Regions from separate parts of the Mus musculus genome. Here regions 2, 3, 4 and 5 are each linked to region 1. Evidence: chromatin contacts called from public ChIA-PET, Hi-C, HiChIP or PLAC-seq and promoter capture Hi-C data. All regions are on one chromosome and are shown on one strand. Each heading gives the region's core, a stretch centred on a gene start, on an enhancer-like site or on the middle of the called end of the contact. The rest is flanking DNA. Distances are from core to core; before and after follow the strand shown. Region 1 holds the start of Usp48 (ubiquitin specific peptidase 48). Region 2 holds the start of Hp1bp3 (heterochromatin protein 1, binding protein 3). Region 3 overlaps Eif4g3 (eukaryotic translation initiation factor 4 gamma, 3). Region 4 holds the start of Zbtb40 (zinc finger and BTB domain containing 40). Region 5 holds the start of Kif17 (kinesin family member 17).

Region 1 (4,787 bases), core at 1,791-4,290:
GCTATTTCGGCTCTGCCAGGTTTTGGCTCATGGCCACTGCTCTTGGCTTCTGGCTCTCCTCCCTCCTTGCCACCTTCCCTGTCTCCTCACATGGCCCAGTTCACTCTGCTTACCCAGTTTACTCTGGACTGTTGTGGATGCCTCTGTCTCTGCTCTCCCTCATACCCACAAGATGCCTTCTCCTTCATCATCCCCAGCTGTCTCTTTTTCAGGTTTTCATTCACTCCTTTTTTTTTTAGGTTTATTTATTTTTATGTATATGAGTACACAGTAGCTGTCTTCAGACACACTAGAAGAGGGCATCCGATCCATTACAGATGGTTGTGAACACTGGAATTGCACTCAGGACCTCTGGAAGAGTAATCAGTGCTCTTTTTTTCTTTTCTTTTTTCTCTTTCTTTTTTTTGTTTTTGTTTTTTTGTTTGTTTGTTTGTTTTTGTTTTTTCGAGACAGGGTTTCTCTGTATAGCCCTGGCTGTCCTGGAACTCACCTGGAACTCACAAGACCAGGCTGGCCTTGAACTCAGAAATCTGCCTGCCTCTGCTTCCCTACTGCTGGGATTAAAGGCATGCTCCACCATGCCCGGCTGTAATCAGTGTTCTTAACCGCCCCTCATTCCCTCCTTGAGAATCTCCCTTCTTGCTTCAGTAAATCTTGACTGCAGTTCCAGGTTACTTGGGGTCTGGTGGGGTGGGTTGAGGAGTAGATAAGGGAGGAATTAATCCTTGAATTCCCACAGGGCTTTTACATATTTAAATTTCTAATTACCCAAGGATGATAGCCTTGAACTCCTAATCCTCTTGCCTCTGACTCCTGGAATGTGCTGGAATGGCAGGATTGTAACCAGTTGGCTTTGCAGCAAGTCTCATGAGATTTCTGTGTTTAATGTTACCTTTGGCCCAGACTGAAGAGGATTCAAATCTCTCTCACCACTAGCCTTTGCCTTCCCCGTCCCTCACTCACAGCTAAACCACTGCTCTCAGCTGTCCCTGAGGATTTTCTTTCCTCTGTGATATTAGTCTGGAACGGTGCCTTTTTCTAACTTAAGAAAGTAGTTTGGGGGGCTGGTGAGATGGCTCAGCGGTTAAGAGCACCGACTGCTCTTCCACAGGTCCTGAGTTCAAATCCCAGCAACCACAAGGTGGCTCACAACCATCTGTAACAAGATCTGACACCTCTTCTGGTGTGTCTGAAGTCAGCTACAAAGTACTTATGTATAATAATAAATAAATGTTTGGGCAGGAGTGACCAGGGACTGAGCGAGTGGAGTTGACTGGAACAAGAAGAGGTCCTAAAAATTCAATTCCCAACAACCACATTAAGGCTCACAACCATCTATACAACTACAAGTATACTTGCATACATAAAAAAATGAATAAATAAATCTTAAAAACAAAAAGAAAGTAGTTCAACTTATTATGTGTGTTTTTGCAACAGGGTCTCACCATGTATGTAGCTCTGGCTGTCATGAAACTCACTAAACTCGCTGGGCGTGGTGGCGCACGCCTTTAATCCCATCACTGGGGAGGCAGAGGCAGGTGGATTTCTGAGATCAAGGCCGGCCTGGTCAACAAAGTGAGTTCCAGGACAGCTAGGGCTATACAGAGAAACCCTGTCTCCAAAAAACAAACAAACAAACAAACAAACAAACAACAAAAAAAGAAACTCACTAAATTAGCAAGGCTCTACCCTTCACCACCAGAGTACTGGGATTAAAGGTGGGCCCCACAAAACAAACAAACAACAAAAAAAGAAACTCACTAAATTTGCAAGGCTCTACCCTTCACCACCAGAGTACTGGGATTAAAGGTGGGCCCCACAACAGTGTTCAACTGTTAACCAGTGGTATAGGAATTCAGTGTTTATTTGTTTGACTTTTTTTTTTTTTCCTTCCAGGAGACGAGGTTTCTCTGTGTGGCCCTGGCTGTCCTGGAACTCACTCTGTAGACAAGGTTGGCCCACTAACTCAGAGATCTACCTGTCTCTGCCTCCTGAGATTAAAAGTGTGTGCCACCACCAACCAACTGGTGTAGGAATTCTTTAAGAAAGGAGGTGTATGTGTGTGTGTCCTGACTTAGAAGATTTTTGTGTTTTTTATTTTCAGCCTAAATTCAACCAAAGGACCAAATCTTGCTTCAGTAAATCTTGACTTCAGTTCAAGGTTACTTGGGGGCTGGTGGGGTGGGTTGAGGAGTAGATAAGGGAGGAATTAGTCCTTGAATTCCCACAGGGCTTTTACATATTTAAAGTCCTGGAATTTTCTCTCTTTAGCTGTAATAGCTCTTTTCTGTTACAAAACGCTGTGATTCAGTTTAGCCTTTTTTAGGTCTAAGGGGAAGTAGTTGCAAAAAGGAAATAATATCACAGCAGGGAGCTAGGGTGTACACTCCATAACGAATTAAGACGTCAAAGTGTTGACCCTCTGGTCAACAGCCTACAGCAAAGAACACGTCCCAGACCTGTGTATGCTTCTAAACAACCTGCAACTCAAAGACTGAGCCTATCACTTCGAAGACTACAAACCCCAGGATGCCTCGCGCTCCGCGAGTGGCAGAGCGCATTGCACGCTGGGATATGTAGTCCCGTTGTAGCATCCGCAAACCACATAACGCCTCGTGACGTCAGAAAGCACGGGCAAGGAGCCGGAACTCGCCCAGGCTCAAGTGAAATCCTCGATCCGACTGTGGCGTTCCGGCTGCCTCGGTTTCTGCTATTATCAGGTCCCACTCACAGTCCCGGTGGCCCTATGGTGTGCGTTGAGTACTCTATGGTGTAACTTTGTCACAGTAACAGGGGAAGTGTGGAAAGCAAGGGCAAGCTCTCGCTCGTCGGAGTAGACGACGGAGGCTGAAGCGTAGCTAGCTGCCTTCACCATGGCGGAAAAAAGACGTGGCGAGTCGCCTTTGGGCAGACGCTTGGCTTTCTTCCGCCAGTCGGATTACATGGGCTTTCGGCGCAGGGACTCCTGGGAGCACGCATGCGCAGACTGCGGCAGGGCGTACGCCTCCAACGTCCGCAGGCGCGGGGTCTGTCGGGTATCGGCGGCGGCGGCGGCGCTTTGCGGCTGGTCGTGCGAGCTGGGCGCGGGCGGGCGGGCGCGGCGGCCGTGGCGCGCGCAGGTGATTGACTGCTCTCCTGTCTGAGGGCAGCGCTGGGTTCTTTCGGCTGGCAGGGGCCCGTGCCCATTCGGGCGGAGACGGAGGCGGCGCCGGAGGCCACCGGGCTCGGCGAGTGCTACCTCGGTCAAGGCTATGGCTCCGCGGCTGCAGCTGGAGAAGGCGGCCTGGCGCTGGGCGGAGACGGTGCGGCCCGAGGAGGTGTCGCAGGAGCACATCGAGACCGCCTACCGCATCTGGCTGGAGCCTTGTATCCGAGGCGTGTGCAGGTGAGGTCCTCGCGTGGCCGAGGCGGGATCGGGGGACGGGGGACCGGGAACCAGGGCGATGCACGGTGTTACTGCATCTCCTTTCAGTTTGCACGACCCGGGAGCTACGCAGCCCCCGAAGTGATGCGGCTGCTGGGCTCGCATCCTGAAGATGGCGGTGGAGATAGTTGGAGATAGGGCTTAGTAAGTAACGCTGGAGTGTTGTTTGATCTTGGGCATAGCTGTGCGCTTTTCGCTTGTAAAAGGGGAACTTGCCGACAGCGAACTTCGTCGACATTGTATCTCCTGTCATTGCACGCTGAGAAGGCCTGATCACCTAAGTATCACTTGCAGAGAGCAGGTTTAGAAAACCCTTTGGTTAACCTACGTCATCGGTCCCCCGCTCTCATTGGCTGGCTCTCTTTGACCTATAGGTGTTTTCTTTTGGTCACCCTAACTCCACACCACTTTGCAGAGTAAAGTGTTTTTAGCTGTTTAAATTCTGCTCCCCCTTCGTGGCCCTTGGTTCTGATCTTTTTTTGCGTAGAGTGGTTTTCTTATCCCCACCTCGTAGCCTGCACCGGCCTGTGTTCAATCGAATTGATAAACCGAGGCATGCTCCATAGCTCCGTGTCATCGGGCGTGTAGGGAAAAGTGGAAGACGTGGAAGCCTTGGTTCCTGGCTTCAGAGCTGTGCCTCATTTGAGATATAATGTAAGTTAGGAAGTTTTCAAAAGTAAAGCGGGTGCATCTTTCTAAACTCTAGGTGTCTGCTCACAAGGACATTAAGACTCCTCGAAGTTCTGGAACGGCATCAATTTGTATAGTGTGGAATTGAAACAGCTTTACCGAGGCACTCATTTGAAGTGTATAGTTACAGTGCTGGTGGTTTAGCTTGAGAGTAGAGTGGTGGTTTTATGCTTGAGTCCCTTGGTTCAATTACCCGCACAGGGGATATAAAAGACAGAGTTAAGTCTGGGGCTGGAAAGATGGCTAATTAGTAAAGAGGGCTCAGGCTTCTCTTCAAAGGATCACAGTACCATTTGTTCTGAGAACCCACACCAGGTGCTTGATAACCACCTGTAACTCCAGCTCCAGAGCATGTGCAAAGCCTTCTTCCAGACACAGTGGGCACCTGAGCATTAGTGCACACACACACACACACACACACACACACACACACAAATGATCTGTTTTGATACTGTACAATTGCCAATATCCTTTTTTCTTTCTTTCTTTTTCAATTTTTTTCAATTTGTTTTTGTAGAGCTGGGGACTCTGGTGTTTTGTATGTTTGAGGATTTAGCCCGTGTTTACCTGGGACTTACAGTCCTTCGAGCTAGTAGGTGCTCAAACATGAGAGTCATGGGACCATAGACATGTGCCATTCATTGTTCTGTTGGTGCTGCAGCTCTAACCCAGA
Region 2 (4,819 bases), core at 1,843-4,342, 620 kb after region 1:
AATTCTGAGTATTTCTGTCTCTTCCTTTACCCTACTAGTGATTGAACCTAGGATCTTTCTCAGGCCAGGCAAATAGTCTACCACTGAGCTATATACATCCCTAACCCTGGAATACAAAAGTTTTGAGAAGAACTTTCAAGGTTGATTATTATGCTAAAAAGGAGTTATAACTATGGCCACCAGTAAACGGAGAATGTGTAATGGGGAGGAAGGGTGTCCAGGCATACTGCTTATCTGGCGTCAGTGACATCACAAACAATAACAGAAACTCCTATGGGCCCTTTCCCTAGCCTCCATTTCCTTCTCTAGATAGATATGAATGGTCAATTCTGTTACTCTCCCATCTCAAGAGCCAGTAATTGAGAGTCACTGTCCAGTCTTCTGGCTGGACATCAGGAAAATCAAGTGACATACCGCCAACCCCAGTCTCATTCATACTGGACACCCTGAAGGAACCCAAGCCTGAAACTGCAGTCCTGCCACCACAACTCTTGCAAAGAAATGAGTCACTCCATTGGAAACAGAAACCTCTCCCTCCCTGACATCCAAAGTTTATTCTTCAGAGCTCTTGAAGTAAATATGAGCTATGACTAAGACGGTAAGCATTGTTCTGTGCTCAGCCTTGTGACTGCACCACTGGGTTCTGGGCTGGAACTCTGCGAGTCAGTCAGCTGTTGCTTCATCTTTATCCATCTTTATGCCTAACTCTAAAGTCACCCCCTCTTTTCTATACAAACATGAAGTTTTAGTCCAACAGACTTTTGTGTCCTACAGGTCTACATCTAAGGACTCGGGAGGGAGAAAAAAACAATTATTGCCTTAACAACAGGCTGTGGATTCTGCAAAACTTGCTATATGCTAAGTTAAACATACCTTAGCTTTTGTTGAAATCTAGAGAGTGACTTCCTCAGGGTTTGATTTTTCAAGACAGGGTCACATAGCCTTGACTGTCCTGGAACTAAGTAGACAAAGCTAACCTTGAACTTCGAGAGATCTGCCCCACTCTGCCTTCTGAGTACTGTGATCAAAGGGATGGTCCCATTGTACCAGGTTCCAAGTATTTTCTTGAAACGTATGACACTCAGGTTTTGGCAAGAACTTGGTTTTATGTTCTTGAAATTTTTGTCCTATCATTTTGCTTTCTTCTACATAAGAGTTGTTTGTTTGTTTGTTTGTTCTTAAATCTTAGGCAAAACTCTGTATGTCTCTCAATTCTTATTGGGCTCATCTTGCATGAGGTAGGACTTAAAAATGTGACTTTGAGGCCACTCTGATCTACATAGTAAGCTCCAGGCCAGGCAATGTTGTATTTTATAAAAATAGAGAAACCAGGGATATGTTTGATAGAGGCCAGGTATAATGTGAGATAAGGGGGTGTCTCTGTGGGCCCATGCTGAGGCATCCCTTCCCCCTGAGAGACCAGCCATAGATGGATGTAGTGTATAGAATAGGGTTTATTCAGGGCATGGGGAGGGGAGTTGGAAGGCAGAGAAAGAGGGGGGGGCAGGTTATGACCATGTGGAGAGGGAGGGGCAAGGGGTGAGAGGTCAGAGCAAGAGCAAGAGATCGAGGAGGGGGCAAAGAAGCGCCTTTTTTAGTGAGTTAGACACACCTGGCTATTGCCAGGTAACTGTGGGACATAGCCTAGATGAAATGTCAACAGGCAAAACTACATAGAGAGATCCTGTCTCAAACAAGGACACACACCAAATGTAGCAAGTTCCCAATTATGCCAATACATAAAAGTGGGATGGGGACAGGTGTCTCCGTGGCTGAGGTCCCTTGCTCTTGTAGAGGATCTCGGTTTGGTTCCCAGCACCCACATCAGACAGCTTACAACCTACTAACTCAATTCCCAGGAGTGCAGACAATCCTTAGACATCTGCACACACCCGGAACACATACAAACAGGTACACACACATATAAAAAATTAAAAGATGGTTTTAAAACAGAATTCTTCAAAAAGACCAAAATCCCTTTTTAATATTTAATTTTTTTTTCATATGACATACTTGATCAGGTCCCCTCCTCTCCAAATCCTCTCAGATCCTCCCCATAAATCCCTTTGAAGAGATTGCCCATGATCCCAGTGTTCAGGGGAATGGGTGATGTCACTAGTACAGACGCTCACCAGGGAGGAATTTTTGGTGGGGTGATTTATTTAATCTTCTTAGAACCCTTGGAGTTTCAGCCACTCTGGCAGGTGGAGAGGACTGAAAGTGTGTCTAATTGGTTTCCGTAATAAGCGCTTTGATTGACCTGCAGTTGCGGTGCCATGCATGTACCAGGCCGATACCCACAAGACTCCGGCTACTTGAGGTACATTGAATTTTTCCAAAGTGGCTTTGAAGAACTACACCTGCAATCCTTCATTTCCTTTTCCTTCTTTACACAGGCTCTCGTGCATTCCAAGCTGGCCTCAGGTTGGTTACCTACCCAAAATGGCCTTGAAATTTCGATCCTCTTGATGCCACCTATTGAGTCTGCGTCATCACACTGGGCTCTAGGTGCTGGCGATGGCACCCAGGGCTTTCTTCAGACTAGACACATACTAACAACTAAACTACTTCTTCAGCCCCAAGAACTACAATTTTCAAAGGCGGTGGTGTGCACATTACATGAATAGGCAGATCTCAACGTAAAGTGCCAAATAAAAGGCGACTCCCTTCTAATTCCGTGGTTTCTTTTGGGTGCTGGGGGTGGGGAAGCTGTCTGTGCATGCAAATCAAGAAGCTGGGGGCAGCCCGGCTCACGCATCTTCCAGGCCGTGTATGACCAGTCCTTGCTCACTACACTGCCAATTCCCTGTGGACTCAGGAAGTGGCTGTTGTTGTCTAGCACCGTCTTCCAGGGCTAAAGGGAGGCTGGAACCCCAAACCCGAAGGACTCGGGGTCGGAGACAGAGACTGCGCCGAGCACGCAGGACGCAGCCAGGAAGCTAGCGCTCCCAGCCACGCTCTGCCTCCCGTCGTCCGCCGTTCCCCCCCACCTCCCCCACGAGCGCCCTGTCGCGCCCCTGCGCGCCCGCCCGGGGACCCACTTGGCGGGCGCGCGCGGGGGCGGGGCCGGCGCGGGGGCGCGCGCGTGAGGCCGCGGGCAGGGGGGCGGGGCGGCAGAGCTCGGTGCCCGGCCTGGAGGACAGCGGTGTCGCGAGTCGGCGATCGGTGGTCCGCGGCAACGCCGAGAGGCCGTACGGGAACGCGGGCGCCGGAGCTCAGAGGTAACGCGGGATGGACCCGGACCCGGCGCGCAGGGAGTGGGCGCGAGCTCCGTGCGCGAGTGAGTAGCGGAGGGCCACCGGCCTGGGCGCTGACGCCGCTGCCCGGGCGCAAGAGGCGGGACGCGGGCACCGAAGGCCGGCGGCTTTTGTCCGTCCGCCGCGGCCGCTGCGCCCTCTCGCGTCGCGCCCGCCACCCGGCCCCTGCCCCTGGCGCGCGGGCCACTCGGGCCCCGCGGCGCGCGCTCCCGCCCTTGTTTTGTTTGGACTTGGGGAGGAGGGGCAGCTCTTCTCGGGTCGGGCCCACCCCCCCTCCGTGCTTGTCTCAGTGCGCATGCTCCGGCGTGCGCCGCGGAGCCCTATTGGCTGCGGGCTTGCGCATGCTCCGAGGCCTGTGGCCCGACTTCCGCCGCGCCCTCCTCCCCTCGGCCTACTGTCAACTTGTCTTCAAGCCCGGTTCGAAAGATGCCGGCACTAGTGAGTGGCTGCGGCGGGCCCGCCCTCCCGGCTTCTCCGCCCCCGCCGCCGCCGTGGCCGCCATTACGGAGTCCCCAGTGGTGAGTGTGCAGAGCTGAGGCCACGCCGGTCGCCGCTGGTCGCCGCCGGGTCCCCGCAGCCAGGAGCGCGGCGTGGTCTCTGCGCGGTACCTCCGCCGCCGCCCTCAGCAGTCCCGCGCCCATCTTACTCCCCACTCCCGCTAGCCCTGCGCTGTCACCGCCACGGCTCTCTGTCGCGCAGCCGCTCGCTCCCGCCTTTGTCTTCGCTGCTCCTCCGGGCGATGCTCAGCCTCTGGGCGCTGTCGCTTCGCTGCTGTCGCCGCCGCCGCTACCCCGACGGCCTTGCGCTTCTGTGTCCCCCGCGAGCCTACACCTCCCCCGGCCTCCGCCGCGCTCCCCAGGCCGGCGCAGGATTGTCAGTGGCAGCCGTCTTAAGCCTAGGCCCGAGTCGATCCAGACTTAAGCAGGCAGTTTTCCTTAACGCCCTTGAGCTAAACCCTCCTTCACAGCCAGAAGTGCTCATGACTTCTCCCCCAGGCTGCTTTACTGCCCTTCTCCGACTGCCCGTTGCTTTGGAGAACGAGTCTTATTAGACCTGGACCTCATACGCAAGCATCTTAGACGTGAAATGTGTCTAGAGAGTCATTCTGCATTTGATCTTAGCCAGAAGGGCCTAGAAGCTATTAGGAAATCGTTTGAAGTTTTTAATTTTTATTTTATCTTCAATTTTATCTTCAGCATAGGCCATATAAGGCTGCCACGAGCTTTCAGTTTCAGAGTGATTTGTTCAAAGCTGCTCTCAAATTTTGTTTTTGAGGTGGTCTCCCTAATGCTTCCTTGGGACTCTGTGCTCCTCCTGCCTCAGCCTCCTGTGTGTGAGTGCAGGGGGTGCTACTGTGAACTGACACCGGAGAGTACACATGTAGTAGGGTTAAGATTGAGGTTCTTAGCCCTAGCTTTCATACTTACTTAGGAGGTGGACCCCTGGACGCTGACTAGGAAGTTACTGAGGCCTGTGCAGATGCAAGTCTAAACTGGAGCCCTGTGGAGCTGTGTGTTTGATCGGCCTCTATCCCTGGCCGTGATAGATATCACTACATGCTA
Region 3 (5,449 bases), core at 2,130-4,629, 530 kb after region 1:
TTTATTTTTGTTTTCTTTTTAGTAAATTTTTTCATATATTTTAATCATACTCTTTCCCATTTCTTACCCTCACCTCCCTATCCACTAACTTCATTCATGCTTAAGTTTGCATGTGCTCTCTCTGTCTGTGTCTGTCTCTCTCTCTCTCTCTCACGCACACACACACACACACACACACACACACACACACACACTCACTCATTCAACAGTAAGACAAAAAAAAAATTGAAACATAAAGCTCCGTATTTGTTTTCAGACCTGGGACAAGGGGCTGAGGTGCAGATTTTACACATCAATGCAGACCTGGCCTCCAGTTCTCCCAGCATCCCTCAGTTTCTACCTGGCATACCCTGCATGCAATCCTGAATTTACCAGGGCAGAGGTTGGGCTGCCCTTTCCCCAGAGGTTCCTCCCTATATAATCCTGACATCATTATTATTATTATTTTATGATTATTTGTTTATCTTGTTTATTGTAGCTGTCTTCAGACACAGCAGAAGAGGGCAACAGATCCCATTACAGATGGTTGTGAGCCACCATGTGGTTGCTGGGAATTGAACTCAGAACCTCTGGAAGAGCAGCCAGTGCTCTTGACCACGGAGCCACCTCTCCAGCACCCTCCCCCTTAATTTTTTTCATTTAAAGATTTAAATATGAAAGAGCATTGTAACTGTCTTCAGATACCCCAGAAGAGGGCATCAGATCTCATTGTGATCCACCATGTGTTGCTGGGATTTGAACTTAGGACCTCTGGTAGAACAGTCAGTGCTCTTAACCTCTGCGCCATCTCTCTAGCTCTTATCACTACATTTGGTTTCTCTTCTCTTTGTGGGTGACCTCTTTCTCCTCCTACCCCGTCCTGTACCCCCCCCAATCCCTCCAAGGCCACCCCCCCCCAGCCTCTATCCTTGGGGCCAGTGAACTTGCCCAAGAGCACCTTCCCAATAAACCTGCCTTTAATCTAATCTGATTTAATTTGGCTGTTTTCACTGGCAGTGGAGAACTTACCCATCACCCTGCCCCCTCCTCCCACCAAAAATGGGGTTCATATGTGTCTACTCCTGAGCAACTTCCACATAGATGCTGAGCTCTGTGGGAAGGGGTTTGATGAAGACATCCCATTTAGGGTTGAGTGTCTGGAGTCTCTCACTCTCTGCTCTTTGTCCAGCTATGGGACTTTGTTTCCCCCCCTGTCTACTGCAAGAGGAAGCGCCTCTGAAGAGGGCTGAGCCAAGCACTGGTCTGTGGCCATAGCTCTTTGTTCTTAGGAGTCCTTCTGTTGCTTTGTTCAAGAACCGTAGCAGCACATGCTCCCTCAGGGCCTATGTATGGGCATCTAGGTTCAAGTTCTTGGTGACTTTAGCAATTTTAGGTATGGCTCTGTCTCATAGAATGGACCTTAAATCCAATAAGAAAGTGATTGATTATTCAAATTATCATACTATCTACCTTTTTCTTTGAAACATGGTTTCAGTAAACCTGAAGTTGATGGATTAGGTAAGGCTGGCCAGCCAGTGATCTACCACCAGTGTGTACTCTGTCCCCACACTGAGAGCATGGCAATGCCCTCTGGTGCTTTTCCACGGGCTTTAGGGTCCTGATGTGTAGATAGGATAGCTTCCTGCACCTCCCCCCTTTCTGTAATCTCTCACTGAACCAGTCAGCTAGGCTGGCTGACCAAGGACTAATGTGACCTACCTATCTGTTGCCTCCCTCACCTGACCATGGAGTTACATGTGATGCTACCACATCTGGCTTTTCCACAAGTGCTCAGGTCTTTACATTTGTGTAACTCACAGCTTTACTAAGTGACACATTTCTCTAACCTCCCTTTCTGAGGACTCTGCTTTCTAGGGCTGTTAATTCTTAATGTCTGTAGGGCTAGTGATTGGACTGCTCCCCTGCAATGCTGGAGACCCGCACCAGGTTTCCTGCCACAGCCAGGCTGAGACTTGTAGACTGTTTGAGGGCATGTCTTCAAAGCTAGCTGGGCACTACAGAAAGAGCTTGTAGCAAACAAGTGAATAGTAGTTATTTCTTTCATATGGTTTTAAGGCATTTTAGATGGACTTTTGGTATTTAGAGATTCATGGGTCTGTCTGAGTAGCTGCTTACCACCCTAAGCCGTTTATGTGATACTTGTCAACCCAGGTATTAAGAAGAAGGGTCCTCACCTGACCTTCTGAGAAGCTGCAGTCCGTGGTATTTTCTTTAATAAACAAAGCATACAAAGTTTTCTTCTGTGTGTAGTTAAATGTTTATTAAAACACTAAATAACTTGGATTCTTTTCCTTTTTATCTCTCTTTGGCCCATAGAATTGAACAGAATCAACATTTTAAATTTGGACTCTGAGGCCTTCCTAATTTTCTATTTAATATGTGTTTCCCCAGAAACTCAGGGACTCAGGATAATTGTGACAGTTGCCATTTCTTTCTCTGTGGTTCAAAATAAAAATAGCGACTTTATCTTTACTCTGATCTTAGTAGCCATTATCGAGAAATAATTGTGTAGTGTGAGCAGTTTGATGGTGTAATACATTTGCAAAGTTGTGGCATTATTTCCTTTCTCATGATATTTTTCTCCCTGCACATACAGCTGTGTATAAATTACATCTTGCACACCCTAGAAAGCAGTGTTATTTATTATCTATTATAAGTGATCTTTCACATTTATAGTTCCACTTTTTCTACACAAGACAGGATTTCTTTTTGCAGCCCTGGAACTCAGTCTGTAGACCAGGTTGGTTTCAAACTCCGAGATCCACCTGCCTCTGTCGTCCTAGTCCTGGGATTAAAGTACGCCTAACTAATTGTACTTTAAGAAGTTTAAGACACGTAACTGAAAGTATTTTTTGCTAGCCCTACCCGTTAAGTAGCCCCTATCTTAACCATCCTGCACTGCTCCCTCCCTGCCTGTAGTAGGAAAGGTTTCTATGGCAGTTTCTGTAGAATTCAGTATAGGATACCAAAATGGGCCTTCGCCCTCGGGAGACACTGCTTTCTTCTGTGGCTTTTGTCTAACTGTGCACCTGCCTGGAGCGCCTATCCTTCCTTGTGTTGCTGTTTGCTCTAAGTTGCACAATGGCTCTAGTTTCCTCAGCCTGCTTACTCCAGGTTTAGCAGGCATTTTTTAGTACCAGAGAATGGCCAAGTATAAAATGGGAGTTTCTCCTGTTGTGAGAAGCCAGAGCTTTGACTTGCTTTTCAGATTCTTCAAAGTTTCCACGGCGCTGGCTCCATAGTGAAGGTGGCAGGGACCTCAGCTACTTTGCACGTTGCAGTCCATCGGAGAGCTCAGCGGCTGTGGCAGCCATCAGGGCCTCTCCACAGGCTTGGTTCAGTCAGTCACTGGATGACAAACGCTTATATGCCTGGTCTGCCCTCTGCAGGCAGATGAAGTGCTTTGCTGAGGATTTTACAAGGAGAGCTGACAGAACTTTTAGCCAGTCTGGGACGATGTTGAGTCCTGTCCCGCTGTGGCAGCCATGACTGCTGTAGTGGAGCTCGAGCCAGGAAGGGTCACTGGAGTGGTTGTGTGGGTGCTTGTGCTGTCTTCTCTGCCGTGGTTAATAGTAATCATCTCTTCTCCTCCCTCCCCGCTGCCTCTGTCCTCCTCTCCCCTGTTTTTATTCAATTGCCCTATATACACCCCCACCCCACTTTTCTTTTAATTTTGTGACCTCTCGCCCCCTCTGCCTCCCCTCCTTGCTTGGCTTCCATGTTGCTAGTTTTTATGTTCGCGTGCTCATTATCACCCTTTTTTGTACTTCAAATCCCAGCAGCTGCCCAGCCAGGTCCCTGAGCACAGCCCTGTGGTATATGGGACTGTGGAGAGCGCTCATCTTGCTGCCAGCACCCCTGTCACTGCAGCTAGCGACCAGAAGCAAGGTTTGTGTATGACTGTTTCCTCCCTCTATCTTTAGTCTCTTGTATAATGACATTGCTCACGGTGTCCCATCAGACACCCGAGGGTTGCTCTGACTGCTCTGTAGCAAATCTAAGGTAGAAAGTGAGCTTGTAGGAAGGGAGGGGAAGGGTCTTACATTGTACCTGCCTTGCTGTTGTTGTCTATGTGTGAGGAAACACTTAGCTTGAGGAGAGTGATCAAAGCATATCTCTCTATATATTGATTTACAAGAGCAGCACAGGTGTATTTTCACCATTTTATGGGGTAGTTGCTATTTCTCAGAGGAGATAACATGTTTCCTATAAGCCTGAGGCACCAGACCTCAGAACAAGGAGCTGAAGAGAGCTCTGGAAGCAGACAGGGGCCTTGGCTGTGATGTCCTGCTGGGGCCCCCACCTGGGCCTTGCAGTTTCTTCTACCAGAACCAGGGGTCTTGGGAGGACTCTCCCACCCACGTGTAAATGACAGCTGTTCCTCCATCATTGCTGATGCAGGAACAGTGTCCAGGCTTCTGCTACTGAGCAGGGCACAAGCTCCCAGGCGCTTATCGAAAGCAAATACGATGCCTTTTGGAGGAAAAAGCTTAAAAGTGAGAAGTGGTCTTTCCTTTCCTGACTGATGGATTTCACTTTGCCTTTGTGGAGCTTGTGTCCAGTGCTCAGTAGGAAAAGGGAGCAGGCACAGGCGGCTGCTGTCCTCTGCTTCTGGCTTCGCTCCCCAGTGGGCATCACCATTGTATGCTCTTTGAGGTCTCCATTCATCAGGTCTACTACAGCTAGCTTTTGGGGGTGTTGGTTGAAGTTGGGGTTTTTTATGGTTGTTGTTGTTTTGTATTTCTAGACTGAATTTCTCTGTGCAGCCCTGGCTGTCCTAGAACTTTTTAAATGTTATTGCTGATACTGGGAATGGTCCTTAAAATAGAAGTATTTGAGCAAATGCTCTTAATTTTAGCATGATTCCTTTTTTATGTTTTTTTACTTTTTCAAAGGGTTTGGTTTCACACAAGTTAATTACATTCAAGCTTTTTGAAAAGCTTGTTTGTTGGTTGGTGGATTTGTTTAAACAAAGTCTGAATACTGTAGCTTAGGGTGGCCTGGACCTTGTATGTAGCGTGAGCTGGCCTCTAATTCTTCAGCCTCCTGAGAGCTGAGATTACAGATAGGAGCCTCCACACCTGCTGATTTCAGTTTTCCCATGAGCTACTGTGAAATACCAGACCCTCCCTCTCCATTGAGTATTGACAGTAGCATTAAACCTTTATAAGATAATTTTAAACCAAAAGATAAAAAACTCTTAGCTGGCCTTTTTTTTTATTATTATTATTATTTTAAATTTATTTATTTATTATATGTAAGTACACTGTAGCTGTCTTCAGACACTCCAGAAGAGGGAGTCAGATCTCGTTACGGATGGTTGTGAGCCACCATGTGGTTGCTGGGATTTGAACTCGGGACCTTTGGAAGAGCAGTCGGGTGCTCTTACCCACTGAGCCATCTCACCAGCCCCCGGCTTTTTTTTTTTTTTTTTTTTTTTTAAGATTTA
Region 4 (4,980 bases), core at 1,579-4,078, 550 kb before region 1:
ATTTGTACTGTTATTTAATACATCTGGGACCAAATTTGGGCATTTCCAAACAGATTTAATTACCAGCAAACACACTGTATCCCAGCACTCCACACTGAGGCAGGAGGATAGGTTGCTTTACCAGTTCATGACCAAGAAGACCCCCACCCCAAAAAGAAAACTTGAACTATTAGGATTTTTGTTGTTGTTGTTGTTGTTGTTGTTTTGGAAGCCGCACTGTCCAGACTGTAAGAGCAAACAAAAGCACTCTGGGATGCACCAAGCCACCCAGCTCTGAGCTCTTGGTGTGAAACAAATTCCCGGGTATTTGTTTAATGAATCCTCAAAAATGTGTATATTTACGAACCTATGGATACATGAAGCTGTGGCATTGGCTAGTAGCTGAGGCCACAAGATCAAGGTGTGGCATGACTCTTGTGGACCTCACAAGCTTGCAGGAAAGACAACAGACGGAACACAGCAGGGCATGATCTGTTTATTGCGGCTCCACACTCCCTATGCATAAACCATGTAACACCAGCCATCTCCCCCTGGGTAAAATGTTAATCCTAACACTATCTGTGTCACAGGCTGACAGTTCATATTAAGCCTTAGTGCCAGTACCTGGCACAAAGAAATTGCTCAGTGAGCGTTAGCTACTTATTTAATTGCTAGGATGCTATGAGATAGGTATCTGAAATTATTCATTCTTGCCAGACAGGCAGGGTGATGTACAACTGTAATTCCAGCATTTGGAGGCTGAGGCAAGAAGATCTCAAGTTAAAGGTGAGCCTGGGCTGCACAGCAGGCCTTTTTTTTTTTTTTTTTTTTTTAAAGAAGGAGAATTATTTCTGTGCACCTATACATTACCGAAGCCCTTTGAAGAATTTAAATTCCACAAAGAGGCAAAAGTCGTGGTCCTCTTGTGTAATAACACATTTCTAGGAATCATACCTGCACATAGTAGAAGCACCTGAACAACTGATTAAACTCATGCAAGCATAGGTGTAAAAAACAAAAAAAACCAAAATAACTGTTAAATGGGTCATGGATAGCTGGGCGTGGTGGCGCACACTTTTAATCCCAGCACTCGGGAGGCAGTGGCAGGTGGATTTCTGAGTTCGAGGCCAGCCTGGTCTACAAAGTGAGTTCCAGGACAGCCAGGGATACACAGAGAAACCCTGTCTCGAAAGAAAAAAAAAAAAATTGGGTGATGGAGCTTGGCAAGAGGCACACGCCTGTAACCTCAGCACTTGGGAGGAAGACTGGAGGAGCAGGAGCTCTAGACCAACCAACTGGAGATATGTGTGTGTGTATATATATATATACATATATATATATACACACACACACACACACGTACATATACATATATATGTATACACATACGTATATACATGTGTATATACACATATATACATAAATGTGTATATATACACACACAAATACATATATGTATATGTATTTATTTCCAGGCCAGCCTATATATATATACATATACATATATATATATATATACATATATATACATACATATACACACACATATACATATACACACACACACAAATACATATATGTATATGTATTTATTTCCAGGCCAGCCTATATATATATATATATATATATATATATATATATATATATATATGTATATATATAATATGTGTGTATACATATACACACACACAAATACATATACGTATATTTATTTATTTCCAGGCCAGCCTGGGCTACATGAGGTCTGTGTCAAAACAAGCACAAGACAGAATGGGAACCTGTCACCGAAGAACCATGTCTACATTGAGCATAATTTATGCCAAGCACTGAAAATTTGCACTTCCTAACCCTAACCCTACATTGATTGCTTAAACAGCTATAACCCACACCAAGATTTGGATACAATTCCAAGGAAGAGCACTCCCAGAGGGAGAAAACTTACAGTTTGAGGTAATGTGACCTAGGCTATCATACAAGGGGGATTTCCCAGCGACAGCCTCACATTGCCAGCCCTATAAGCTAGCACACCCTAATCACACTTCACGTTTTGTGCAGGGAAAATACACTGCAAAGCTACGTAGAGACATAAAATAGATGGCCAATTGCACACACTGGGCGGGTGATAGCTTTGTAAGGAATGAGAGACCACTAGCTTGACGGCATCATGGAAGCTAGTCACATATCGTGTCAACTGTGCCTCGGGCCAGGATTGGCAAACTTCTGTAAAGCGCCGGAGAGAAATGACTCTGGCTTTATGGACCTTTCCATCAAAGCCGAAAAGCAGCCGGGGCAACTGCGCGCACTCCCCCGCCCCGCGGCAGGCGAGCGGCCGGACAACCCGTTAAAAAGAAAACAAAAAACGACCATAGCTGCGTCTCCGTGCAACTTCACTGCTGGGAGCTGAAGTTTTATTTCCCACGACTTCTATTTCCCCGCAACTGTTTTACAGCGGATAAACAAAAGCTGAGAGCAGAGATGGGAGGGAGCCCTCTGGGCCGGGGCGTCCGCAGCACAGCCCGGGAGCCGGGGAGTGAGGGCCGCAGATGCCAGGCAGTGTCCCGCGTCCTTCCACGGGACGCAACAACCTAGGCTGCGCCCGAAGTGAGGGCTGTTCCCGGGGGCCACGTCCCGAGGACAGCGGACGGCGGCGGCTGTGACCGACGCGAGCCAGGCGGAGCTCGCTCCGCGCATCCCCTGCGTCCCCCAGGGGTCCTGGGGCGCCCCTCACTCAGGGAGTCTCGGGAGCCTCCGCCGCGACAGGGGTCTCCGCGCAGAGTCCCAGCGCCGTTTCTATGGTTACCTGCTCAGCACCGATTCAAACTGCCGTTCTTTATTGACAGCGCCATTGAGGACACGAACACTCCTGCCCGAAGGGAACAATAAAGCTTTCTCCATTCAACAGCGCTGGAGACGCCAAAAGGCAGCCATCTTGGGGCCGGGGAAAACGCCGAGGGCCGTAGCCCGGATGTGCGCACGCCGTAGTCACGTGCTGGGGGACGGTCTCGCGAGAAGGCTGTCCCTGCATCACGTGCACGCTTTCTACCAATGGCAGGCTTCCAAGTTTGGAACCTGGTCTGCTCTTGACCTTTGACCTTCGCCTCACAGTACCTTGGGAGATGTTTCCTTAGCATGTTCCATAGCATGATCCATCCCTTACCTAGCCACTTCTGAGGTTTGCTGCGAAGAGACGACAAAGATTTCTTTCCTTCTTTTGTAACAAACAGTCATGTGCAGGGCGAGAACGAGACTGATTTCTGGACTGGGCTTGGTATGGGTGTACACGGGGTTTCTTTTGCCATTATCCTCTCACGTTTTAACCTATAGCACCACACGCTGGTTATGAACCCCGAGTCCAGTGTCCTGGCAGTCAAATGGATGTGAATCGGATCCAGTTAACATGAGCCCCATTGGCACTGGTCATGAGAGCTGTCCCTGCATCACATGGAGACCCATTTGTCCGAGATCCAGGCTTCTCGTTGCTATGTCTAGCTCCCAATGTGATTACAGCTGTTCCATGGGCAATGACAATATTCAGTCGTCCCCAGCACTGTCGCTGTCAGCTCGACTTGATGCAATACCTTTAAAACAGAAACCGAACCTATGGAGCAGAGCTGTCACTCAAATTTCTGTCATCTAATACTGTGACTGCAGTTTGCAGCTACTGCTGAAGATAAATAATTAGAACACTCTGGGTCATTAGAGCACTCTGGGCAGCTGTTCTAGTTAATTTTTGTTGTGATAAAATATCCTGAACCCCCTCCCCCCCCAAAAAAAAGTCTAATGAGTCAGGCTTAGTGACCCATCTTTTAATCCTGGTGCTTTGGAGGCAGAGGCAGGCAGATCTCTGAATTGTGAGGCTACCTTGATGTGTGTGTGTGTGTGTGTGTGTGTGTGTGTGTGTGTGTGTGTGTGTGTGTAGTTTCAGGACACCCAGAGCTACATAATAAGACCAGGAAGAAGGAGGAGGACCAAGGGGGGAAAGATTTTTTTCAGCTTACAATTGCAGGTTAGTCCACCACCTTGGAGAAGTCAAGGCAAGACAAAGACTTCAAACCACTAATCACACCACATCCATAGAGCAGAGAGAAGTGAATGCATGCATGTTCTTGCTTGTGCCCAGTTGGATTGCAGGCACAGTTCAAGACTCCTTGCCTGGGGAATGGGGCCACCCACAGTGGACTGAGTATTCTGACATTGGTTTACTCAAGATACCCCCACACACACACACACACAGGGACCAAACCAATGTAGACAATCCCCTAGGGAGACGCTTCCCAGGAGATTCTAGGTTGTGTCAAGCTGACAAGGTGCCACACCATGTTCCCTGTCGGTGGTTTGTCAGCACTCGGCCACTACCTTCTTGCCACAGTCAAACCAGTATCTGATAGGGCCCTACCAGGTGCACGGTCACCTGGCCACTGTTACCCACACAGATCACCATCAGCATCAGATTTATCATTTCCGTAGCCTCTAGACTTTCACCTATGGCTGTTGGGAGGACTGATCCCCCACTTATAGCAGGAGCCCCTCCCCCCCAATGTAGAGCTGACAGGTTTAGGAAATACCTATGACAGTGCTCAGCACATAGGTGCTCCACAAGTAAGTACTAAATTATAGTGTTTTTAAAGAACAATGTGGCTACTGGCCACTGTTCTGCATAGAAATGGAGGTGACTTGCATCTCAAGCAAGTTTTAAGCACCTCTGCTAAGCCAGGTTCTGTATTACACAAGGATTAAAAGGAGGGATCACAAGAAAAGAGGCCACTATGCATACATAATTTTCGTGACAGTGGTTGCAGAGAATAGGTTCTTTTTCAGTGCTGGGAATCAAACCTAGATCTTGCAAATGATAGTCACGGGCTCTTCCACTGAGCTACATCTCCCAATCCCAAAAGTAGGATATTTGAAAGCTTCCCCCGCCCCTTAATTTAAAAGGAATATATGGTATCAAGCAAAATATCTCAGCAGGTAAAGTCACTTGCCACTAAGCCTGATAACTTG
Region 5 (4,917 bases), core at 910-3,409, 670 kb after region 1:
ACAGAGCAAATTCCAGGACAGCCAACGCTACTCTAAGAAACCCTGACTCAAAAAATAAAAAATCAACAACAAGAACAAGAACAAGAACAAGATGGATTACCTTTGGAAGCAGAGGGGCAGGCAGGGAGCAGGGATGTCTTCATTTAGTGCCTTGAATACCACATGTTTCAGTGGAAGCCGCAGGTTTTGGGTTTTGGATCCCTTGGGAAGGAAGTGGCCTCTATTGAACAGAGAGGGGACAAACTGGGGAGAAAGATGACAACCCAGGCTGGGTGCTTCCAACATCCCTGTCTCCCTCCCCCCAACCTCCGCCCCGCCTCTCCCCGACACTGGGATAAGACCTCAGCTCAGTAAGTGCATTGCCATTTCTTTCACTTTCAAGTGAGGCATCTTGTGAGGGATGGAGAGAAAGGCGCCTGTGGAACTCTTTCACAAGAGTTCACCTCCCTTCCATGCCATGGCCACTTGCATGCCTACTCCTGAGTAGGGCCTGGTTGCCATGGGAGCAGAGAGATTAGCATATCCATCCCGTGTCCAACCGCAGAGTTACACCCAAGGAAATTTGGTAGCTACTTTGGCCCAGACTCTAGGCCAGGGCTCACCTCCAAGAGGGTATGTTCGTAGTGTGAATCTCCAATGTGTACAATACCAGGAGAACCTCCGCACATCCAAGGGACCACCAGCCTTCCCCCATGCCCTTTGACATTTTTCTTCCAAAGCATTTATTGATCGCATGGTACAAATGACGCAGTCTGGAGCCCATGTGTTCAGACAGTGTCTTACTTACAAGCCATGGCTCTGTGTCTATGCAGACCACCACCACGGCTCTCTTGTGTGCACTTTGAGACAAATAAACCCCATTCTTCAGTCGACTGCAGAAGTCGTTTTCCTGTTTTGCTTTTGTCTGTCAAACATGACTGCAGCTGGCATAGGACCGAGGTCCTGGCCACCAGGGTCCAGAGAGGTCTGAAGGGATTAGGAGATGAGGTTTCGTGGGAGGGCCTTTGAGAAAAAAGTAGATGGGTCTGTGAGCTGGCTCAGTGCATTTTGTCAAACCTGCTAAACTGAGTTTGTTCCCTTGGTCCCACGTGGTGGAAGGAGAGACCCATATCCTGTAAGTTGTCCTCTGACCGCCACACTGGGTGCACATCCATGCATCCATACAAATGCACACACACGCGTGAGCACACACATGTAATTTATTAAAATTCAGACTCTGATCTGTTTACCGTCTCAGCAAAGTGTAGTAGGTGCTTTGTACAGCCCACATCTGCCTAAACCAAACTTCAGCTCCAGTTATATCCAAGATACTTTTCCTGTCGCCCCCCCAGCCAACAGAGGATCCTTTTAAAGGTGACCCACAGAAATGGCTCATTTGTAGTCATTCTTTGGTGCATGTGTGTGTGTGTGTGTGTGTGTGTGTGTGTGTGTGTGTGTGTGTATGAGAAGATGCGAATGTTAGTTTCCCCTACTAGACTGCAAGAGGCTGTCTTCCCAGAGCCTGTCAAATGACTGATGGTGTTTCTGTGCCTAGGAACTCATGGGAGCACTGCAATTTGGTGGTTGGTGGCACAGACTGGGTCAGGAGGTTAGTCTGTGTGGCCTTTCCAACAGAAAGATTAACTCCTAAATTTTTTTTGTCTTTTTAATTTTTTTTTCAAATATATTTATTTATGCGTGTGAACCTGCTTACAAGAGTCCTTCCACCTTGTGGGGTCCCGGGCATTGACTGGGACCATGTAGGCATGGCAGCAAGCACCTTTCACTGTCTGAGCTATCTTGCTGGCCCAGTTTTCCCGTCTTTTAAAAATATGAATTCTTAGGGCTGTGGATAGGGGGCAGTGAAGTCCTTGTCACTCTCAGACTGTCCCTCTCAGTCTGTAACCCCTAAGGGAAGTGGAGTCAGATGTGGGCTCCAAGTCTTACCCTGCCTACCTCTGCGGGGTTGCTGAACCTCACTGGGCTGGAGCTGCGATGCCTGTGAGACAGAGCAGAGGATGGGATAGGGTAGTTCCTACGGCCTGGTGCATCCCCTGCACCCGGGCTCTCCCTCGCACTCGCCATTCCGTCCTGTGACGTCACGGAGGTTGCCCAGCAACGGCGAACGCCGAGACGGCGTGCACGAGCGCGAGCGTGACCCGGCCAGCTCCGGGGCTCGGGTCGTGCGGCGGCGCCTGCAGCGCGGATCCCCCGTTCCCCGCCCGGGCCCGGCCTCAGGGACGGGCGAGCCCGGGCGCGGGAGGCGGCGGCCCGGGTTCCAGCCCGCACACTTGTCCGCCGAGCCCCTGCCACACCCAGTGCGCCCCGCGGGGAGTCCCGGCCCCCTGGTGCGGCCCCGCCCCCGCCGCCAGGCCCCGCCCCGCGCGGGCTCTGGCTCCACCCCCTGGACCGGGCCACGCCCCCGGGCAGCCATGGCCTCGGAGTCAGTGAAAGTGGTCGTGCGCTGCCGACCCATGAACAAGCGCGAGCGCGAGCTGAGCTGCCAGTCGGTGGTGACGGTGGACAGTGCGCGCGGCCAATGCTTCATTCAGAACCCGGGAGCGGCGGACGAACCCCCAAAGCAGTTCACCTTCGATGGCGCCTACTACATAGAACACTTCACCGAGCAGATCTACAACGAGATCGCCTACCCGCTGGTGGAGGTGAGGGCGTCCCGAGACTGAAGGGCCAGGCTCGGGGCTCCCGGAAAGTGGAGACAGGATAGGTGGGTTAACCCAGCCCCTACCCCAAAAGCCAAGCGAGAAGGCTCCGGGCACAGGTAGATAGCGGCAGGTTAGTCTGAAGGCTTGTCCTGACTGTATCCACCGGGGACCTGCCCCCAGTGTGGTGGCAACCTCCCAGCTGAACCCAGCACCCCAGCTGGTACATGCCCGTCCTTTGCAGCTTTTTCTGCAGAACTTCAGACCCAGGACTGCTCAGCGTCCCTGCTTGTCCTAACCCGCATCGCTTGCAGCCCCATTACCAAAGACTCTAGACTCCTGGTCCTCTGTCCTCATTCCAGACCTGTAGGATCCTGAAAGCTCCAGCCATTTTCCTCAGCCTCCTTCCCTCCTAAGCGTCCCAGGAGTCTTCTCTCCTCTGTTCACACTTGCCCCCATTTCAACCCCACAAGCAAAATCCTCATGTTTGAACTCTTCTCGTTTGAGTAGTAGAGAAAACACTTGTCTTTCCAAGAAAGAAACAGTGTGGTGCTTCCATGTGCTCCAGTATCTGAGGTTTGGAGAAACCCTTATGCAAAGAAATCCCAAAATATTTAACACGGATGCTTTCTATTTTGACTGGCAGGCTCTTTCATCTCTTCTGCCTCTCCTGCCTATTGAGATGTGTTTCAAAGCCTCCAGCCTGTGTGGTGCTGAGCCAGGAATAGAGACGCATCCTTAGAACTTAGGGTCAAGCATGCATCTCTGCTTTGCTGAACTCTGACCCCACTCCAAAGGCTTTCTGACTGATAATGTAGACCACAGAGCACTTGACCAGAGGTGGTGCCCTCTGAATACTCAGAAGGCAAGGAACAGCTGCCCCAAGGGAGCAGTCCAAGGCTCTGAGGGTAGCTCCGCTATCATCCTGTTGACCTGATTTTTAGGCTAGAAGGAATCAGAGATTTCATCTGATTCAGTCCCTCTTGCTTCTCGGGTGTTTGAATCTCCATCGAGTAAAGGCCTCGCCCTTGCTTGCATGTCTTAAGTGGCTGTAGCTCGTGCCCTGGAAGCAGCCTGTTCCATTTTTGTTTCTTGGTCTCCAGAGTGTCCCACGCACTCAGGCCTCCTGGGAGCTTTCAGTCCTACTTCTGTCCCAGGGACCCTGCAGAGCACTCGCCTCCCTCTATCTAGAGATGACACCTTGACTATTTGAACGTGTGTTCCTCCTCAGCCTTGCTTCTGTCTAGGGCTGTCAGCCTTGCTCAGGGTGAGGCCTCTGTTCTCTTCTTGTGGATTATGCAGTGTCTGGACAAGGCCTACCCAGAGAGGAAGACACTAAGGGCACAGTGACAGACCTCTTGGATCTCTCTTCCACTTCCGAGTCCCACTGTGCAGACCTATCTCTGGACACTCCCCAGACTACAGATTTGACATCCATCCATTCATTAATCCATTCACCCCTCTGTGAGACGAAACATTAGCATCTCCACTCTGAGCCCCAGACTCAGCACAGGAGGGGATGTGAAGGAGATATGACTTGCCCTCACTAAGCTCAAGGTCAGAGTTGAGTTCAGCTATGCTAAGTTAGCAATCTTTGGTGGCAAGTGGGGGAGGGACAGCATGGGGAGGCCGGCAAACCTTGGAAGGGATGGAAGGGAGAACAGAGGGGATCAAGTGTAAAATGAGCCCAGCAGGAGGAGGCCAGGCAGGAAGGTGCAAGGCTATAGGGGAGAGGCGGGCATGTAGCATGTAGTGTGTAGCATGTAGCGTGCAGCGTTTGGTCTTCACTGAAAGAACTGGAGTCATTCTTGTCAGAGAGCTGACTGAGGCCTGAGGAGGACATGAGAGGGACGTGTGGGAAGTGCATACAGATCACAGCTCTGGCTGCTTGAGCCAGGAGCAGATGTAGCATTGAGACCAATGGCTGGATAACTCACAGGCCTGCTCGCTCTGGTGTTTCCCAAGGTTTTCTGGTCGGTAGCTTGGGCCTTCTGTCCAGGACCCTATCCAGTGCTGTCCCTGCACTTCAAATGTCACATTCTGCCTTTCCCTGTCCTCTTCTGTCCCTCTCTGTTCCTCATCTCCTGTCCCTGACTAAGCTTTTCAACTGTCCTTGGGCTTTCTTCTCCACACCCACCCTTGACTGACTCCCATCCCCTCCTGCCTTGTCCGACCCCCCAGCCCCCAACAAGCAGCCCTTGCCTAGCCTGTGCTTTAGGTTTGATCTCTGTACGCACACGCACACACAGACACAGACACAACACACACATGCACGCAG

Evidence for each region. Promoter capture Hi-C pulls out the DNA fragments that hold promoters and counts their contacts. A called contact is a pair of places that touch in the nucleus more often than the background predicts. ChIA-PET counts read pairs in DNA pulled down with a chosen protein or histone mark. HiChIP or PLAC-seq counts read pairs in DNA pulled down with a chosen protein or histone mark.
Region 2: a contact with region 1 is called in an RNA polymerase II ChIA-PET map of memory CD8 T cells, with 57 read pairs. The contact joins the promoter of Hp1bp3 here to the promoter of Usp48 in region 1. A contact is called at or near these places in 3 of 39 promoter capture datasets (the 3T3-L1 cell line, the C10 cell line and liver), 1 of 484 Hi-C or Micro-C datasets (erythroblasts), 7 of 115 datasets of contacts at active chromatin or transcription factors (astrocytes, cardiomyocytes, embryonic limb bud and 4 more) and 2 of 9 other capture datasets (adipose tissue and liver).
Region 3: a contact with region 1 is called in a promoter capture Hi-C map of liver, with 4 times the contacts expected there. The contact joins the enhancer-like site here to the promoter of Usp48 in region 1. A contact is called at or near these places in 2 of 39 promoter capture datasets (the C10 cell line and liver) and 1 of 9 other capture datasets (adipose tissue).
Region 4: a Hi-C map of B cells shows a contact between it and region 1, with 13 read pairs. The contact joins the promoter of Zbtb40 here to the promoter of Usp48 in region 1. A contact is called at or near these places in 2 of 39 promoter capture datasets (the C10 cell line and neural stem cells), 2 of 484 Hi-C or Micro-C datasets (B cells and Th1 cells), 4 of 115 datasets of contacts at active chromatin or transcription factors (astrocytes, bone marrow-derived macrophages, large pre-B cells and 1 more) and 1 of 9 other capture datasets (adipose tissue).
Region 5: a contact with region 1 is called in an H3K27ac HiChIP or PLAC-seq map of epiblast stem cells, with 3 times the contacts expected there. The contact joins the promoter of Kif17 here to the promoter of Usp48 in region 1. A contact is called at or near these places in 1 of 39 promoter capture datasets (liver), 3 of 115 datasets of contacts at active chromatin or transcription factors (embryonic midbrain, epiblast stem cells and extraembryonic endoderm stem cells) and 1 of 9 other capture datasets (adipose tissue).

The regions. Positions count from the first base shown.
Region 1 is chr4:137,591,132-137,595,918 of GRCm38.p6, forward strand. It overlaps Usp48 (ubiquitin specific peptidase 48), which reads left to right and starts at 3,041. Exons shown (of 27, transcript NM_001355588.1): 1 at 3,041-3,385. The coding sequence starts at 3,252.
Region 2 is chr4:138,213,520-138,218,338 of GRCm38.p6, forward strand. Hp1bp3 (heterochromatin protein 1, binding protein 3) reads left to right here and starts at 3,093. Exons shown (of 13, transcript NM_010470.3): 1 at 3,093-3,221.
Region 3 is chr4:138,116,567-138,122,015 of GRCm38.p6, forward strand. Eif4g3 (eukaryotic translation initiation factor 4 gamma, 3) reads left to right here. Exons shown (of 35, transcript NM_172703.3): 11 at 3,780-3,888. Among named protein-coding and RNA genes, the nearest start is that of 1700095J12Rik, 19 kb to the right of the region's middle. Within about 2 kb of position 3,380, at least 14 of the 459 cell types and tissues checked have an H3K27ac peak or open chromatin away from gene starts, as enhancers often do.
Region 4 is chr4:137,045,867-137,050,846 of GRCm38.p6, forward strand. Zbtb40 (zinc finger and BTB domain containing 40) reads right to left here and starts at 2,829. Exons shown (of 19, transcript NM_198248.1): 1 at 2,780-2,829.
Region 5 is chr4:138,260,092-138,265,008 of GRCm38.p6, forward strand. It overlaps Kif17 (kinesin family member 17), which reads left to right and starts at 2,160. Exons shown (of 15, transcript NM_010623.4): 1 at 2,160-2,642. The coding sequence starts at 2,412. It overlaps Sh2d5 (SH2 domain containing 5), which reads left to right. Exons shown (of 10, transcript NM_001099631.1): 10 at 1-877.